Regions from separate parts of the Xenopus tropicalis genome. Here region 2 is linked to region 1. Evidence: chromatin contacts called from public Hi-C data. All regions are on one chromosome and are shown on one strand. The core of a region is the stretch at or near the end of the contact, and the rest is flanking DNA. Distances in the headings are between cores, read along the strand shown.

What was found. Hi-C and Micro-C count contacts between places; a contact is called where the count stands out from the background.
Region 2: a contact with region 1 is called in a Hi-C map of liver, with 5 times the contacts expected there. The contact joins the promoter of pacs2 here to the enhancer-like site in region 1. A contact is called at or near these places in 5 of 5 Hi-C or Micro-C datasets (brain, gastrula embryo, liver and 2 more).

The regions. Positions count from the first base shown.
Region 1 is chr8:115,816,315-115,819,014 of UCB_Xtro_10.0, reverse strand. The region is part of intron 1 of pacs2 (phosphofurin acidic cluster sorting protein 2); the gene reads left to right. Among named protein-coding and RNA genes, the nearest start is that of pacs2, 43 kb to the left of the region's middle. Within about 2 kb of position 1,349, at least 5 of the 11 cell types and tissues checked have an H3K27ac peak or open chromatin away from gene starts, as enhancers often do. A contact at or near this core is called in gastrula embryo, liver and neurula embryo, where this site is marked.
Region 2 is chr8:115,858,969-115,861,668 of UCB_Xtro_10.0, reverse strand. pacs2 (phosphofurin acidic cluster sorting protein 2) reads left to right here and starts at 1,375. Exons shown (of 25, transcript XM_012969051.3): 1 at 1,375-1,681. The coding sequence starts at 1,572.

The DNA of each region.
Region 1 (2,700 bases), core at 100-2,599:
CGTAATTTACACAATTAACCCTCACATATCATCACCACACAACTATGATCACCTCCATTGCCAATTTGCTCTGTATTACCATGTGATTTTCATGATGTTAATAGTCAAAAGACTGTCTAAAACTCCTAATATCTCAGAAACCACAAAGAATAAAAAATGACTATACATTGCAAAAGAGCTCCTAGGACCACCATTAATAACTTCATATCAGTTCATTTATACCACAGAGCATCTGAACAAAAAGCTTAATAATAAAAAAACACAACATATAGAATAAAAAAGGCAAACTACAAATTGTCTCAAAATATATTGTCTACATCATGCTATATCATACTCATTTCTGAGCTTAACTGTCATGTCTGGGATATCTCTATAAAGTTTTTTCCCCCAGAGAGGACAGTTAAACTCAGAGATGAGCCATAAGTTGTGTAATAATGATGGAGTGAGCAGAACTTTAGCTGCGGTACATGAAGAGTTCCACAGCACCCCTATATACTGATACCCGCTTATGGGCAAAGGCTATTTACAAGCTTAAAAGGGGTAGTTCCCCTTTAAAATAATTTTAATATATGTAGTGATATTCTGGGGGACACACGTAGCTTTTTGTTGTGTGGCAGCTCTGTGGTTTTAGTAGCAATCTGGTTGCTAGGGTTCAGTTTACCCTGGCAACCAGGCAGTGGTTTGAATGGGTGACTGGAAGGTGCAGAAGGATAAGTAAAGAACAATAAAATAAGCCTCACACAGAAGAAGGTTTCTGGTTGCTGGGGTCAGGGACCCCCATTTGAAAGGTGTGTACAGGCAGTGCTTAGTGTGTCTGGGTATGTATGTATGTATATCTTTATTTATAAAGCGCTACTTATGTACACAGCGCTGTACATGAGAAATTCGGATAATTGTGTGGCACATCGTGAGTTTGGCCTCAATGAGAGCAATGTCCTTTCCTTATACACCAACTCCCAAATGCACTGTTTCCCTGTTTAGTTTGGCCATGGGGCAGTGTTTTTGAGGCAGTTTTACTACTTATTAGGACCCTGTTGTGCAGCTGTTAAAATTGACTTGTCAGCACTTTGTGAAGTTGCTAGAATGTTCCTACGTTCCCGTGTGCGGAGCAGACAATGAATCCCTTACAGCTGCCGAAGGTCCCCCCGCATTCCCTCCCCTGATACAGCCCTCATTGTCCGGGGCCTCAGTACCAGTTGCTCTGCGGCTTCTATCCCGGCCTCCATTCTGTTTTACCAGCTGCTGCCCCCGAACAATCCATGGGATGAGCAACATGTCCAAGTGATCTCATAGCCAAGAGCCTTCTCCTTGTTCTTTGTTTGCTGTCAAAACAACGTGCGTTTATGTTTCTGGTACCTGCACATCCTCTTCTGTGTCTCTCGGGCTCACACTCTCATAAAGGAGCCTTGTGGCATTGTCCGTCCCAACAAAGGGGCATTGTTTGTGGTACAGCCCTAACAGTTCCATTCCATTTTAACATAGTTGTCATTTTCTTAACAAAGCATAACAAATAATTAGGTTAGAAATACTGTACATTATGTTTTGTTCTGTACCAGCCCAAGGCAACCGCAGCCCTTTAGCAGGGAAGATCTGTGCCCCTAAAGATGCCCCAATAGCACCCCATCTTCTTTTCTGCTGATTCCCTGCATATCTCTGTGCTGCTGTCACTTACCTGAGCTTAGGGGCCGACGCACAATATACTGTATATATAGAACATAAATGTCACTATAAACTGCTGATTAGTAAATAATACAGATAATTACTACATGGCAGCTCAGAAATCAGTGCAGCTAGCATCAGGATTGTAATATTCAGCCCTGTAGCATCAACTTCTATGATATTGAAACTTATTTTCTGCCTGATAATTTGCAACAACCCCTAAGCTTAGCTTCTCATTAGCTGCTCAGAGCACACTGAGCATGTGCAATGCCACTGACTCCTAATATGGTGACACTCCCCCCCCCCCCCCCCCATGTCAATTTTGAATGCTTGGATCATTAATCTTATAGAGATGCTGAAACTTTAGGCAAGTGCAATAAGTTCATTATAGAAAATAGGCCACCCCTAAATGGATTGCAAAGACTTGTGCCCAACTGTGTATGCATCACAGCCCGCTGTCACTAAATGAAAGTGTTGCACAGTGTTGCCTTCTGTCTAAGCTGCAGGTCCTGTCATACAGAGTGCCCTGTGTGCCATTGCTCCCAGCAGTTTATGATATATTATCTGCCGCCCCTGCCCTCTGAGCTTACAAGCTACTTGAATGCAGTTATCTGTATACCTGTTTGGCCTATCACTTTCCAGAGATTTACCTGCCATGTTATCCTTGTTGCCCTGATGCCAAGTCTGCCCCCCTTAGTGCCATTGGGGGCTATTGTGAAACACTGGGACTTACATAGAGGAGGAGCAGCTTCTCAGAGTTTTGTGGTTGCAGTTGTAGCTGACTGCTGTAATGCCTCTAACTGTCGCCTGTAATCATCCAGTCAGCGAGGCTAAAATAAGCGTATTTATACTTAGAATATTGCATCACTCTTGTTGGCAGAAAATTACTGCTGTATTTTTATACCTACTCCATGTTTAGTTAACACTTGGTTAAATATTTTACTTTCTCCCTTTCCTCCTTAGATCAATTATATTGTTATTGTGCTTGGTATACAGGGAGTCTATGAATAAAGCCACTGGGTGGGGGGAATAGTGCTTGTG
Region 2 (2,700 bases), core at 126-2,625, 43 kb before region 1:
CTCTGTGTGTCTTCACCCTTTGCTCTGTGTATCTTCACCCCAATGGGGTAAAGTAAAAAGTCATATGATTTTGGCTTCAACGCCTAAGGCAGGGGTGGGCAAACTACGGCCCGCGGGCCACATCCGGCCCGTCAGCCCTTTCAATCCGGCCCCCTTAAAAGAATGACGGGCCCTGATTGGTTGCGCCCCGTGTGTGCACACAGCGTCAGCACGCACGGGGCGCAACCATATAAAAGAATGCACTGGGGAGCCGGGGAACAGAAGGATGGGACGGAGGAAGCAGCGGGTCGCTGGGGGGGAGCTGAGAGGCCCCATCATTTTTGATGGCAGCCCTGGGCGTAACGCTGTCCCGGCCCGGTCCGGCCCGTATGTTAGTTAATGTGGCCCCTGAGCTAAAAAGTTTGCCCACCCCTGGCCTAAGGGAAGCCACTAGAATGTAACCTCAGTTTTAGAATAAACAGTGCCCAAATTAGAAACCAAGGGCCCCTGGGCATTACAGGAATAGATGAGCCACAAACTGATGACCCATCCCAAGCTGTTGAATTACAACACTCATCGTCCCTTTAAATGTCGCTGAAAGGCAGCAGTATGTAGGCCTTCAGGTAGGACATTGCTGTCCCTTATATACGTATTTCACATTTCTTGGTACACAAGCGAATGCTTGTTTCCACCAGGGGCAATTGTTCCTGAACTGTCCTACCCTAAAAGCAAAATATCTGCAACTCACCCGCCAAAAACATGCAGGCAGATTAAAGGGCAACTCTACCCACACACTGATTATTGCACAATGGAAAAAAAAAATGTTTATATAGTCTGAACTTCTGGTCCTGGTTTCTCAAGAATGTAGCTGAAGCCACAACCAGAGACCCTAAAGTGATAAACAAATACTGTTTTCCATAGCAATTACATGTGCACCGACCGAATAGACAGAAATGTAATACATTTATATGTATTATATTTATTATATTGAAAGGAGATACTGTCTGTAACACTGTATATGTTTACAGGGTAACCCTTTTGAAATAAAAAATAACAAAAGTGGTATAAAGGTGATCCCTTTATTGGCTAACTAAGATAACCATAGCAAGCTTTCAGAACATTAACACTGTATAGCAATATATCTCTAATCAGTGCCATAACAACCCCACTTCCGCTTCCCCAGCCCCCTGAGGGTAATAACAGCGACAAGATTCTTGCGGACACAGCGATTGGCCAACAAAAATGACCAATTGGAAAACGGAGGATAGTCGGGTGTGCGCTGAAGCAAAGAAGGGGAGCAGGGAAAGGGACGAGCCAATCAGAGAGCAGTGCACTGATTCCTTAGCGTTTATTGTCAATAAAGCATTTATATTGAAAGATAAAAAAAAAAAAAAAAAAGTGGAGGCCTCCTGCGGTGTCATTCTATTGGCAGCGGGGACGCGCCTGGGACGCGCTCACTGGGGCTCTAGAGCGCGCAGTAGGAGGAGCGGAGAGCAGTGGGAGATGTGACCGGGGGACCCGGCGTGTGTCCTCCGCCCTGAGGCAGGCGGCATCCCTCCGCTGTTCGGGAGGAGGAGGAGGTGGCAGCGAGCATGGCGGACAAGGGCAGGCTGAGCTTCCCGGGGGCACTGAACAGGCCAGTGCCTATGAACCTCTTTGCTACCTGGGAAATAGACGGTTCCAGCCCCAGCTGCATCCCCAGGTATTACATAGGGGAGGGTGGGACACTGGGAGCCCCCTGCAGTGCCAAGGCACTTGTCCTAACCGGGCACTGACAGGCAGCTGGTATTGGCGGAACTACAACTCCCATCACCCCCACTAGCCTTTCCATGTAATGATCAGCTTTTTCCAAGGTCTGCTCCATTAATGTGCATTAGTCAGATACAGGATACTTTCCTATAGGTCTCTCTTGTTTCTGAGTATGAGTCCTGTGTGTTCTATTCAGCCACTTTATGCTGTTGTAATTGGGGGAGTTTTGTCTGTTGAACAGTTAGACAGTTCATTAGGTGGCTCATGTGCCTTTGTCAGTATAAGGATTAAGAAATACACTAAGGACTCCCTGGTTGTTTGCATTGTTTGCACTCTTGGTTCCGACTCTTGAAACAGTGTAACAGAAACAGCTGGTTAACAGACCTGCAAGAGAGCTCACTTCTGCTACATTGTGTCAAGAGTCAAATGCAGAGAATAGAAAGGCACACGCTGCTTTTGTTTGCAACTACACCTACTTAGAACTGTAATCATGGGAAATGTTATATTCCTGTATGCTGCAATGTCATGAAATAATGACAGTTTCTTACATTATAAGTGAAAGGCTTAAGGAATACATTGAGGTGCAGTATATCAGTGGAAGAGTTAAGGCATACATTGGGGTACGTTGTGTCAGTAAAAGGGTTAAGGAATACATTGAGGTGCAGTATGTCAGTGGAAGAGTTAAGGCATACATTGGGGTACGTAGTGTCAGTGAATGGATTAAGGAATACATTGAGGTGCAGTATGTCAGTGGAAGAGTTAAGGCATACATTGGGGTGAATTATGTCAGTGGAAGAGTTAAGGCATACATTGGGGTGAATTATGTCAGTGAAAGGGTTAAGACATGCACTGGGGTGCAGTAGGTCAGTGGAAGAGTTAAGGCTTTCATTGGGGTGCATTATATCAGTGAAAGGGTTAAGGAATACATTGGGGTGCAGTATGTCAGTGGAAGGGTTAAAGCATAAATCGGGG